Regions from separate parts of the Macaca mulatta genome. Here region 2 is linked to region 1. Evidence: chromatin contacts called from public Hi-C data. All regions are on one chromosome and are shown on one strand. Each heading gives the region's core, a stretch centred on a gene start, on an enhancer-like site or on the middle of the called end of the contact. The rest is flanking DNA. Distances are from core to core; before and after follow the strand shown. Region 1 holds the start of PATL1 (PAT1 homolog 1, processing body mRNA decay factor). Region 2 holds the start of OSBP (oxysterol binding protein).

What was found. A called contact is a pair of places that touch in the nucleus more often than the background predicts.
Region 2: a Hi-C map of cortical neurons shows a contact between it and region 1, with 2.5 times the contacts expected there. The contact joins the promoter of OSBP here to the promoter of PATL1 in region 1. A contact is called at or near these places in 2 of 14 Hi-C or Micro-C datasets (cortical neurons and fetal cortex germinal zone).

Annotation. Positions count from the first base shown.
Region 1 is chr14:14,163,512-14,170,546 of T2T-MMU8v2.0, forward strand. It overlaps PATL1 (PAT1 homolog 1, processing body mRNA decay factor), which reads left to right and starts at 5,315. Exons shown (of 19, transcript XM_001089844.5): 1 at 5,315-5,474. The coding sequence starts at 5,460. LOC144334204 (a long non-coding RNA gene) reads right to left here and starts at 5,045. Exons shown (of 2, transcript XR_013403786.1): 1 at 4,812-5,045; 2 at 572-1,033.
Region 2 is chr14:14,219,556-14,226,326 of T2T-MMU8v2.0, forward strand. It overlaps OSBP (oxysterol binding protein), which reads left to right and starts at 3,436. Exons shown (of 14, transcript NM_001266176.1): 1 at 3,436-3,899. The coding sequence starts at 3,544. It overlaps LOC106993228 (a long non-coding RNA gene), which reads right to left and starts at 2,868. Exons shown (of 3, transcript XR_001439410.3): 1 at 2,730-2,868.

The sequences.
Region 1 (7,035 bases), core at 4,065-6,564:
ACTATCTATTAGTGAGCAATAAATGACTCTAAAACTTTGTGGTTGAAATGTACATATATATATAGCCACATGTGGTGGCACATGCCTGAAGGCTTGGCTACTGGGGAGGCTGAGGTGGGGGAATGGCTTAAGCCCAGGAGTTTGAGGTGGCAGTGGGCTATGATTGCACCATTGCACTGCAGCCTGTCTCAAAAAACAACAAACAAACAAAACAAACAATACAATTTGTGGCTTAAAACTACAACCATTTTATTCTTTTTTTTTTTTTTTTTTTGAGGCGGAGTCTCGCTCTGTCGCCCAGGCTGGAGTGCAGTGGCGCGATCTCGGCTCACTGCAAGCTCCGCCTCCCGGGTTCCCGCCATTCTCCTGCCTCAGCCTCCCGAGTAGCTGGGACTACAGGCGCCGCCACCACGCCCGGCTAATTTTTTTGTATTTTTAGTGGAGACGGGGTTTCATTGTGTTAGCCACGATGGTCTCGATCTCCTGACCTCGTGATCCGCCCGTCTCGGCCTCCCAATATTTTATTCTATATATGTATACATATATATAAAATACTTCTATGGGCCAGGAATTTGGGAGCAGCTTTACTGAGTGATTCTTCTGCTCTACATGGCATGGAATGGAGTCACAATGTTCGGCTGGTAGCTGAACAGATGTGAAGAGTCCAAGACAGCTTCATACACATACTTGGTGTCTTGACTGGGATGGTTAATAAGCTAAATACAGCTGGACCCGCCTTCCTCTTTATGTAATTTCAGTAAATGTGATCTCTTCAGCAAAGCAGCCAGGTATTTTACACGGACTTACACTGCCAATCTTCTTAAAGGTGACCCAGAACTGGCAGAGCATCTCCACTTCCATAATCCATTAGTCAAAGCAGTTATAGCCCAGTCCAGAGTCAAGGAAAAGGGAACATAGATCCTACCTCCCAATGGGAGAAGTAGCAGGGTGTGCTGGTTTGCGCCTGTAATCCCAGCTATGCAGGAGGCTGAGGCCAGGAGTTTGAGACCAGCCTGGGCAACATAGTGAGACCCTGTCGTTACAAAAATAAAAAATAAATGAGCTGGGTATAGTGGTGTGTACCTGTAGCCCTAGCTATTCAGAAGGATAAGTCAGGAGAATCTCTTGAGCCCAGGGGTTTGAGGCTGCTGTGAACTATAATCACACCATTGCACTACAGCCTGGGCAACAGAGTGAGACCCCACCTCTGAAAAGTAAATAATAAAAACTAATCAGATAATTATTAAATGTGAGAACTGTCAAAGAATTGGTGGCCATGTTTAGTCCATCACAAATTTTGCCTTGTAAACAGTTATTTTTATTATATGGGTAAATCTTTTCCCCTAAGATCTGCTGCACTAAGGGTTCCCATTACTTTCTGGGAGGTTTGTCGTAACTTTTTTCACTACATGAGAAATGACCCTGGGTGCAGCCCACTACTCTTTTCTCCCTCTATAACCCTGCAAGCACTAATGGACAATGTGGGGTTTCAAAGTGTAGTCACAGAACTAGTAGCATGGGCATAATGTGGCAACTTGTTACAAATGCAGATTCTCAGGCCTGACTTCCCTCCTACTGAATGTGAAACTCTGGGGATAGGGCCAAGTAGTCTATGTTTTCACAAGCCATCTTGGCAATTCTAAATGCATGCTAAAGTTTGAAATCAGTGTTTTAGAGATGTAAGTTACTTGATGAAAATATCTGAAACTAGTCTCACAAGAAAGTAAATTTTATGTCATTTTTTTTTTACATTTAGAAAAGAAACAGGCCAGGTGTAGTGGCTCACGCCTATAATCCCAGCACTTTGGGAGGCCGAGACAGGAGGATGGCATGACACCAGGAGGTCGAAGCTCAGTGAGCTGTGATCATGCTACTGTACTCTAGCCCAAGTAACTGAATGAGACCTTGTCTGGTTTAAAAAAAAAAAAAGTAAAAAAGAAACAATGCATAGTCTGTAAATACTGTAACGGCTTACAGAACCTCCAGAAAGCACAGATAATGACAAAGAAAGCTGGTGTGGTGGCTTTTCTCTAACTGATGGCCTTCCTCAGTGGTCAATAACTTTTCCCACATACTTGGCATGCAGGAGACACCTCCCTTCTCCCACCCACTCAAGGGACATTTCCCAGAGATGTCATACCTTATGTCTAAAGAACCACCTGTGAAAAGAACTGGTACCTTCTCCATCTTAATAATGGGCCTATTAAGCAGCTCAAAAAGTATATATATATATATATATATACATACATTATTCTTTTTTTTTTTTTGAGATGGAGTCTCACCCAGGCTAGAGTGCAGTGGTGCAATCTCAGCTCACCACAACCTCCATCTCCCGGGTTCAAGCAATTCTCCTGCCTCAGCCTCCCGAGTAGCTGGGACTACAGGCACGTGCCACCATGCCGGGCTAATTTTTGTATTTTTAGTAGAGATGGGGTTTCACTATGTTGGCCAGGCTGGTCTCGAACTCCTGACTCTCGTGATCCACCTGCCTCAGCCTCCCAAAGTGCTGGAATTACAGCCGTGAACCACCAGCGCCCAGCCTAAAAATACATTATTCTTTTAAAGGGACTTTCAATCTCCCTCACAGACAGGTGTATAAGAGAAAAACGGGAAATTTTGCTGATCCTGTCTATGACACCTTGTTTTCTGCTCCTTTAATTCCTGCTCTACAGCATTTCTTTCCTTGTACTTTCTTTGGGTTTATTTTATAGTTAATTTATATTCAGCCTTCCCTATTTTCGTTCTCAGTCTCTCGAGTAGCTGCTGGGACTACAGGCACAGGTGCACACCACTAATACCAGAAATAATGCGGAGCAGCTAATAAAAAAAATTAACCCAGCTAAGTTTTATATTTTTTGTAGAGGCGCGGTTTCGCCATGTTACCTAGGCTGGTCTCCAACTCCTGAGCTCAAGCAATCCACCCAGCACAGCCTCCCAAAGTTCTGGTATTACATGCATGAGCCATCACACCCATCCCCTATTTTATTATATAAACTGTTTTGTCAGTGTCCTAAAAGTTTTGATATATTAATACATTTATCACTCAGTTGTAAATATTTTCTGCTTTCCATTATTTTCTCTTAAGTAGTCAATGGATTAGAGGGGTTTTTGTTTTGTTTTCGTTTTTGTTTTTTTTTGAGAGGGAGTCTGGCTCTGTGGCCCAGGCTGGAGTGCAGTGAGGAGATCTCAGCTCACTGCAAGCTCTGCCTCCCGGGTTCACGCCATTCTCCCGCCTCGGCCTCCCGAGTACCTGGGACTACAGGCGCCCGCCACCATGCTCAGCTAATTTTTTTGTATTTTTAGTAGAGACGGGGTTTCACCGTGTTAGCCAGGATGGTCTCCATCTCCTGATCTCGTGATCCACACGCCTCAGCCTCCCAAAGTGCTGGGATTACAGGCTTGAGCCACCACACCCGGCCTAGACGGGTTTTTTTGTTGTTGTTTTGTTTTGTTTTGTTGAAAATTTAAGACTTTTTTTCCTAATCTGTTGTTACTATTGATCTTATATAATGATCAGAAAACATTATCTGCAAGATCAGGGATCAGCAAACTCTGTAAAGGGCCAAATAGTAAATATGTTACACTTTACGGGACACACTGTATCCACTGTAACGACTCAATTCTGACTTTATAACATTAAAGCAACCAAAGACAATATGTAAATAAATAAGGTTGGCTGTATTCCAACAAAGCTTCCCTTACAAAAACAGGTGGCTGGCCAGATTGGGCTGTGGGCCACAGCCTGCTAACCCTTGATCTACATGGCACCAATTCTTTGGTAATTATTAAGAGGTACTGTTACTTAGTACTTGATATTTTATAACGTTCCATGCATGTTTGAAAACCAATATATCATCTTGTCCCTAGCCTCCTCCACTTCTTTAAAGTTCAGGCCTGGCCCATGTCAACATTTGCTTTTATCTTGGCACAGTGATTAAGACACTGGGCTTTTAACAATCAGACAAATCTCAGCTACTAGCTTTGCCACTCGCCATTGGGTGGTTGGAGGCAAACTACTTAATGTCGCTAATTCTCAGGTTCCTCAACCATAAACTGAGAAAATAACAGTACCTACCTCATGGGGAGCACATAAGGAAGGATTCAATGAGACAATCCATATAAAGCGCCTAGCAGAGTCCCAGGCAGCCTTCAATCGTTAGTAGTAGTGTTAACATCATGAAGCAGGTGTAATTATACCCATTTTACAAGAAACTAAGGCTTAGAGAGGTTTCGGTAAGTCGCCCAAAGTTTCCTAACCAGTGGCGAAGCACGAACTCCCACCCAGAACTTTTCACAAATTCAACGTTTCCCGTACTCAAACTGATGCAGATACACTAACATTTAGGAGATTTACTGTATGCCATTCCGAGGCGAGGCTGCATTTTAAGACGCCCAGGGAAGAAACGGATTGCGAAATCCACAAGAATTCACTCTTTGTGGTGCAAGTTTTGTCTGAAGGGAAAGGGGCAAGAAGGGCATGGAACGTGCTAGAAGTAACAAACCACCCAACAGAATACTGGAACCAGGGGTCCGCAGCTTCTAAGCTGGACACATTCCTCTCTAGGTTCGATCCTCTAAGGAAGTGGCGTCACCCAGCGGCGCATCCCGGCCCGAAGACCCTGCTGCTGCGTGGCCCGCAGCCCATGGCCGTGCTGCCCTTCAAGGCTCTGCAGCTCCTCGCGCCTGATGAGCCTGGCACCTAAAAATACCACCCTAGTTAAACCTCCCAGAACCTGTCTTCGGCATTTCAAAAAAAAAAAAAAAAAACGGGCGCCGTCATCGTTTAGAGCCACATAAATCACAGCCCTGACCTGCTGCGGATTCAGCAGGCGACGAGCCACTGAAAGTGGCGAAGAAGTCCGCCCCTTTCGAAGACGAGCAACTTTCCATTCTTTTTTCCCTGCGCAAGGCGCAGATCGTAACGTGGAGACCCCCGAGCAACCCCAAGAGTGAGTGGGACGTTGGAAAAACAGCCAGGGAATCTCCATGTTTCCCAGCCCAGGCTAAGCCCAGGATTCTTCAGAGCCATACCCTGTGACAATCACAAGGGTTTTCTCCGCCTCGCGGGTGACGGAGAACTCGTGACCTGCCCCTCAGCTCCAAGCCCAGCGCCTAGCGGGCGCGGAGAAAGAGGGGGCGGAGCTGCAAGCCCAGATCACCAGGCAGCAGACGACGGGCAGCGCGTGCGCAGTCTCTCGCCACGGGACCTCCTTCCCGCCGCTGAGACTAGGAAGCAGGACGCCAAATCTGTCCCTGCGCAGCCGCCGCCGCCGGGCGCCGAGCCGGGTGGCCGCCCTGCCTGAGGCGCGCCTGCGCACGTCTCCACGCACGCTCCGGCGTACGGCGGCGGCCAGGGGTCGCGAGCCGGTTGAGGACCCGCGCGCGGAGGAGCCGGGGAGTCAGCGCTTCTTCCCTCCCTCCCCCTCTCCCCTCCCCGCTCCCTGCCCCCCTCCCCAAGAATGTTCCGCTACGAGGTGAGCTGTTGCGACCGGAAGTGACCCCTCCCTCCCTCCCGCGCCCCTCTCCCTCACTCCCCCTCCGCACGCCGGTCCCGTGTTCCTGCGGGGCAGGGGGCGGGCTGGGGGAGTCGCAGGACTTAGCTGGACGCGACTGGCCTGGGGTCGCGGGTCTAATTCTAGGGCTGGGAGCTGGCTTCAGGGGTCGAGACAGTCCCATTAGTTGCCGCTGGGGAAAGTTGGCCTCCGTTTTGGGGTGGGGAGGGCCCGTTAAGTGCTGTAACCAGACCACACCCCCGCCCCCACCCCTAGAGGAGCCATCGAGGGTACAGTATTGCATCTACCCGGGTGCTTTTCTTGAGTAGGAGTCACCCGGGAATTCCCTGAGCCGAGTTTCCCGCCCTGGACCCGGAACCACCCCCCACCCACCTCCACTCGAATTACACTGACACACACCCCATTCACACAGGCTACCTTCAGGTCAAGGGGGCCTGGGCTTGCCGTTGGACTAGGGCCCCAGCCCGTTTACTAAAGAGGGCTCCGAGTTGGGAGGGGGGCGTGTCCAGCAGAAGTTCCCTCTGAGCTAGTGTTGGGCGACGTGGGTTTGGTGAAGGTCCCGGGAATGTAGCAATAGCAACAAACAGTGCTGACCCCGTCACCAACTCACTGTATGACCTTGAGCGACTCCTAATCTCTGGACGTAAACTTTCTGGGTTTGTAGCATGAAAGAACTGATGTAAATGATCCTATTTTTAATTGAAAAAGCAGTGATTTGGTAAAGTAGATCTTTGTGATTTGGAAGGGAGTGCTGCTGGAAGTTGCCTTTGATACGAAGGCAGCTGCATGCCTATTTGCATAAATTTGGAAGGGCTCTGGCAGGAGAATAATGCCCTTTGACCTAATCTTTCCTTTGTAAACAGGGTAGCTAAGAGGTAGCCAGGCAAGGTGTATCACAAACGTATCTACTGATCGACTATGGAATTCTGATTCCGAATTTTTGAAAATTGAGGACAGATATACTTAATAGGAATGATCCAAGACCAAACCGAAAGGAAAACTTGGAGAATAAATCAGTTGAGTAAAATTGAAGTGAAGTTAACCTACCTAGGATGTGGTGACCTCTAGCCTTTGTTCGATAATCTGTAATCTTTGCCTGCTTTGATCATCACAACTCTCTGCCATAGTTGGTATAGTCCCTGCATTACGATATAAGAGACTGAGCCTTACAGCCTAGCACAGAGCCTTAGACACAATAGGTTGTATAAAGGTATTTGATGAGCTAATTAGAAATTTTCTCAGTTGCCCATGTTCACACTGACTGTAGAAGTGGAGCCAGAACTTGAACTTGTCATATCACAGCTTTTCCAGAGTTCATTTTATTGTGGTTGAAGACCTAACTTTAATCACTAGAGTTTAGGCCTATAGGGAAGATAAAAAAGATGGAAAATGAAGACAAAGCTTTGAAAGGGAATAATAGTTGAAAACATGACATGAATATAATGAGAAAGATGAGAATTTTGCTAGAAAAGATACATAAAGATACAAGAAAATAAAGGGTTCATTATTAGTTGTCCTCACT
Region 2 (6,771 bases), core at 2,186-4,685, 54 kb after region 1:
CCGGGCGCGGTGGCTCAAGCCTGTAATCCCAGCACTTTGGGAGGCCGAGACGGGCGGATCACGAGGTCAGGAGATCGAGACCATCCTGGCTAACACGGTGAAACCCCGCCTCTACTAAAAAATACAAAAAACTAGCCGGGCAATGTGGCGGGCGCCTGTAGTCCCAGCTACTCGGGAGGCTGAGGCAGGAGAATGGCGTAAACCCGGGGGGCGGAGCTTGCAGTGAGCTGAGATCCGGCCACTGCACTCCAGCCTAGGGGACAGAGCGAGACTCCGTCTCAAAAAAAAAAATAAAAAAAAAAAAATAAAATTATTATTCCAAATATACAATAAAAGTAGAAATAATAGTAAACACCTATATACTTACCACATAGATTTAACAATTAACATTTTGCCATATTTGCTTGATAGGTAGGAAAGGAAGTAGACAGACAGATAGATGTGTGTGTATGCATTTCAAAGTATATATCTTTCTTTGTGTGTGTGTGTGTGTGTGTGTGTGTGAGAGAGAGAGAGAGAGAGAGAGAGACAGAGAGATAGGGCCTCACTCTGTCACCCAGGCTGGAGTGCACTGGCACAATCACAGCTCACTGTAGCCTCGACCTCCTGGGCTCAATCAATCCTCCCACCTCGGTCTCCCAAGTAGCTGGAACTACAGGAATAGGCCACCATGCCCAGCTAATGTTTTGTTTTGTTTTGCTTTTGTTTTTGGTAGAGACAGAGGTTTAACTATGTTGCCCAGACTGGTCTCTTATCTTTCTTTTTTGCTGAACCATTTCAAAGAGAGTTACAGATATCATAACTCTTCACTCCTACGTTTCTCCAAGTTGTAAAGATGTTTTCCCCCATATCCAGCATACCATTATTACAATGAACAAATGTAATAACTAACAACATCTAATACCATTTCAAATTTCCCCCAATTGTCTCAAAAATGTCTAAAAGGCTGCTTTTTCAGAACCAGAATCCAATTAAGCATTTGATTGTATCTTTTTACGTTTTTTTTCAAATTTAGAACAATCACCCATGACCATTTTTATGACATTGATTTTCCTTGATCTTCATGTCTTATCTTCTATAAAATAGTTGTTTGTAGAATGCTTCACGTTCTTGATTTATCTGATTATCTCCTTGGGGTTATGGTTCAACTGGTTCCTCCAGCCCCGGTAAACTGGAGTTTAGATCCAAAGCCTTGATAAGATTCACTTTCAGTATTTTTGGCAAGAAAACACCATTAAGTGATGCTGTATACTTCGTGCTGCAGCACACTGGGAACCTCATAAAAATGTTGGTTGTCCAAGGATTACTGATACTAAATTGGATAACTGGGTTAAGGTGGGGACTGCCAGATCTCCCTGTTGTAAAAGTATGTTTCTCCTTTGTGATGGCAAGTAACCTGTGAGATGTGTTTGGCAACACAACTCACATGTTTGTAGCTATCTACAGTTGATCAAACACATTCAAACGCACTTAATCACAACAGCATCCCTGTGAGGTTTTATTCCTGTTTAATAGAAGTGGAAACTGAGACTTGGAGTGCTTAAATAACTTTCTCAAAGGCATAGACCCAGTAAGTAGCAAAAGCAGGACTCAAGCCTAAATAGATTAACTCTAGTTCGATTTAAAAAAAAATCCCAAATAACCTACATCTAACAGATTTTATTTTGCTCTACACATTCAGGGAAATTCACTAGTAATGAGCTATAGAAATGATCCCTGATAGTAAAAATTGCAGATTTTTAAAGAGCATTCTCTCTCCAGAATTCAATAAATACTGCTCTTCTTTTGAAACCATTTTCTAAAAAAGGATACTTTAATTTATTGACACTGGGAAGCACATTGGCAAAGAAAGTCAATTTCTTTTACAGTATCTAATAGCTATTTCTATTGCCTGTTCAAACTAGCAAAATGTAACAGATGCTAGATTCCCCAAAGTACAGCGCTTTGGGCTACATTTGCAACAAGAGCTTACATCTAAATGTTACATTAGTTACTGAATTTGTAATCTTCACAAATGTGTGAATAGTGAGTTGATCAAAAATAACAATTTCCTGCTACAAGAGAAGGCATAGCAGAAAATGTTCCCAACACAAAGATAATGTTTGAGATGATGGATATCCCAATTACGCTGATTTGATAATTGTACATTGAATACGTGTATCAAAATACCAGATGTATCCCTGAAAATATGTACAACTATATCAGTTTAAACATACAAAAAATAATTTTCTGTCCAAAGTTAAATATGTACAACTACGATATATCAGTTTAAAGATACAAAAAAAGTAATGATTTTCTGTCCAAAGCATTACGTGGCACCTATGATGCTAAGACCAAGGGCCTTTAGGTCTGGAAGAGACACATAAAGTCAGGTCCTCGCGAATCTACTTCTGAAAGGGACAGAATTAGTATAGGCATACGACAGTCTAGAATCAAGACACAAGCGGTGTGGAGCGATAACGAGCAAACAGGGAAGGGAACTAGGGGGACCACTGATCCAGGAAGGGGCTGGAGAAGCTACTTCTGGGCAGCCCTGGAATCTGGGTGTCCAGCTTCGAGTTAGAAAGGCGTCCTTAAAGGGAGCCTCAGGCGGGGGCTGACTGCCGAGAGTTACTCTGTCCGCCAGGTTCTTCCTAACAAGAAGCTACAAAGGTCTTAATTCAGAAAACGTGAACACGACAACACACCCATGTCAAAAGAACGCTTTTAAGAGGCCGAGTCACTCTCACCTCCCACCAACTTCCCAAAGGCTGAAACAGACGGACACGCCCCCAAGCGCTCTTCTCGGATTTCGTTGGTTGCCCCGGCCTGCCCCTCTCTTATTAAGTATCTCTCATTGGTCAGCAATGCCGCTTTCACAGCCAATTCTCAGAACCAATCATCTCCAACTGTTGCCTCGCCTCTCCACCACGTGAGTGGCATAGGTGCTAACCAATAAAAAAAGAAAATGACGATGTAAAGACAAGACTCCTTCCCTTTTTCCTCAACTCGTTCAGTAAATGGTAGAAAATGGGGAGCAGCTGATACCAACCACCAATCCATAAGGGCGGAAAAGGATGATGAGAAGAGTGATGGGAGGGGGTGACGTGGCAGTGACAGGAGCATAAACTGAAATGAGTGGCGGAAACACCAGCCAATCGGCGATCAGATTGGCCGGGCACCCCCGCATTCTCCCGTCCTCCCTGAGCCCTGGAAACTTCAGGAAAGCACCAATGAACTTCTTCATATGTCTGATTGGCCTTTATCTGAACCAATCGACGGTGGGCCAGGAGGACGCGTCCCACCCCAAGCTCTCACTGGGCGCTGTAGAATGACAGGCCCGAGAGAAATGCCAATGTCCGCGGGGTCTTCCTCAAGTGACACTCAGCGGCACCAATCGACGTCCTTCTTCCCGGCGGTCGAGCCCTCCTCCCCGCGGCTCGCCTGGCGGGGCGGGGACGCTGCGCGGCGGTGGCTGATGCGGTAGCGTTGTGGGGCGCTCCGGGAGGCGACGGCGGCTCTCGTAGGCGGTTCCGGTCCTGTATCTCCAGGCGGCGGCGGCTCATGGCGGCGACGGAGCTGAGAGGAGTGGTGGGGCCAGGCCCGGCAGCCATTGCAGCACTTGGCGGCGGCGGTGCCGGTCCCCCAGTGGTGGGAGGAGGCGGCGGCCGCGGAGACGCGGGGCCAGGCTCCGGGGCCGCGTCAGGGACTGTGGTCGCGGCGGCGGCGGGAGGCCCGGGGGCCGGGGGAGTGGCAGCGGCTGGCCCGGCCCCTGCGCCGCCGACTGGGGGCTCGGGCGGCTCGGGCGCTGGGGGTTCGGGCTCGGCTCGAGAGGGCTGGCTCTTCAAATGGACCAATTATATCAAAGGCTACCAGCGGCGGTGGTTCGTGCTGAGCAACGGGCTCTTGAGCTACTACAGGTAACTGCTTCCGGGGCGCCGTCGCTCACCTTGCCTCTCCCATCGCTGCCAACAGTCCCAGCGCCGGCATTACCGCCAGCCGGCACCGCAGCCAGGGTTGCCCCAGGCCCCTTTTCGTCATCTGTGCGGATTGACAGCCCGGGGGTCGGACCCCACTGTCACGAAGTGAAAAGCCCCTGGACTTACACCTCACCTTCCCTCGGGTTACCCACCCTTGGTGCCTTATCTTCCCTTCACTCCCGGCCTTTCCAGTCAGCAATTGTTTGGAGAGCGTCTGTTCTTCCATTATATTTCCACCAGCACGTGGGTGCAATTATTAATTCTGCAAGCAAGGCACTGGTGTGGGTACTAAGGGAACACAGCAGAGCAAACCCGAGGCACTCCTCCCAAGGAACTTACATTGGAAGTCCTAAGTTTTAGCTGTCAGTGCCCAGTCTCCAAAACTCAAGGTTATTCGTAGCTCTTGATGTGCCCGTCCTTGCTTCCTTCACATTGAGACACAAGGGCATCACTCACACTGGGTGGCTTTGGTATTCCGTCCCCTTTCTGCCTTATCTCTCCAAGACTTTGCATACGCTTTTGCCTCTGGACAGCCCACAATGGAGATGTGCACCCCAGTGCTGCTTTTATTTTTGCTTGCCCCACTTCCTCCCGTGGAAATGATTAAGTGTTTTACCCAGTATTTCTGTGATTTTTTGGTTAGTTGGGATTAACATTTATTAAAAGAAGAATCCATGTCTTTGGTATGATTACTTCTGTTCAACAAGGTGTTTTGGACTGTTTAATATATATTTATGGTGACTTATAACTTGGCCATCGCCATCACATAGCATGCTTTGGGGCTAAAAAGGATAGAGGAGTTAAGATAGGTGATTTGGGGACAGGGCGTAGACATTTCCTGAGGGCTCACAAGGTGTCTAGGTGTCTTATATACAGTATTTCATTACAGTATTTTGTTGACTCCCAGCAACAACCCTAGGAGTTGGGAAATATTCCCATCTTACTGATGAGGGAAACAGACTTAGCATGGGCAACTTTCCCAAGGTTTTGGAGGAGTTGGGATTTGAAACTACTTCTGTTCACACTAATCTAACCTAAAACTCAGGTTAGTGTTAAATGAATCAGTCAGTTACAGAGATAATTGCTTATCAATAGCGAGTAATTTTATGGATCATGCTTACTATGTGTATTTTATGCAAAAAGTATAAAAATCTCCTTTAAGGGATATTTTGCTTAATGACATTCCAATGGAAATACTTTTTTCCAGAGACCATCCTCTTTGAGACCGAAAACACTGATGTTGAAGAGCAGTTCACTCTGTATTTCTTTTCCTTCACCAGGAATCATTCTGCCACCCGGAGAGTTAGGCTGAACAAGTCTCTTTTCCATTAACTCCACTGTAGTGGCTCTTAGAGAATTTTGAGGAGAAATTGAAGGTGGGAATTGGAGGTTGTTGGCAGGAACACATTCTTCTTACCTGTCCTCTTACACGGCAAAATGCGTTAGATAGCTCATCCTCACTGCTTCATCAACAGTTGTGAATAATTGTATATTTCATTTGCATTACTGTATTCAGAATTGATTTTAACTATAACCCTTTCTAACTATCCAGGACCATCCATTTAAACTTAGATTACAAATCTAAAATTTTAATTTCCCCAGATTTTTCTCTCATTCAAGTTCATGTTTTCCTGTTATTATTGACCATCATTTTAATGTTTAATTGCTTTATATCCTGACTTGGGTAGCAAGTCAATATTACTGTTTTTGCGTTTTCAAAAATTGTATATCACCCCAGGGCCTTCATGTGTGGTCATTTCTCATCCAAGTTCTTACCAGATCCACTTTCCAGGCCAGTGGATTCTTTGATCAGTACTTGTGTTGATCAGTAGTGATCTTAGACACTAATAACTTATATGTTGCTGTCTCTTTAAGTATTTGTTACCACTTTTCTCCCTTACAAGAGCTAGTGGTACCTGTCTGAGTACAGATACAACTCCTTCCCAAACACACCAAACCACATATTGGGAAATATGCCATAGGCCTGCCCTAGCCAACTTAGACGGTCCCAGCCATAAACAAACCAGCGGGATCCAGAGTTATCGATCTGTGCACTACCCTCAAAATTGCACTGAAATACTTCCTATCAAGTATACTGGCAGTTATTTTTTCCTGCAGGGTTCTTCTGGTCCTCATCTTCCTCCAAGAATTACCTAGACAAGTGTCATTCCTCCTGCTTTTCATACCTCCAAAACCTGCAGTTTCTTATATATACTGTTTCCAAAATACTGTTTTCCTTTTAAGTGGGATTGTGTACTTCCTAGATCCATCCTCGGATGAGCTGTCCTAATAGGCCTTGGCAAACCATTTCCTTCTTTTTACCTATCCTGGGCTTCCTTACGTACCCAGTTACTTAGATGTCTCATTATTTAAAACCTTATATGGAATCCCAGCTCTCCCAGAAACATCGTGACAGGCCATAGTATTAGTTTTCCTGGCTGGCTTCTAGAGATTGAATTACTATTTCAGCTAGCTTTTTCAGGGAAGAACTTTCTGGTCAGAAAATACCACCTAATATTGTAGTGCCTGAAGAACCTCTCTTGTACCCTGAGATTCGTGTCTTTCCAGCTTCCGCACTAATCATTTATAATCATAAGTGTATCTGCCCAAACGCAAGAGCTCCAAGATCAAGCCTGCCTTACTCCCAGAGTTCCTTGGTATTTTTTAAACTGCTACAGACTTTTTGTAATTTGAGAAACTTCTTTAGTTTACAATGATGACCCAGGCAGAAGAGATTCCTAAGAAGTGGTTTGTGAAAAGCTCCAATAAGGAGGAATGTGGAAGAAGGTCCAAGTAGTATCCTTGGAGTAGA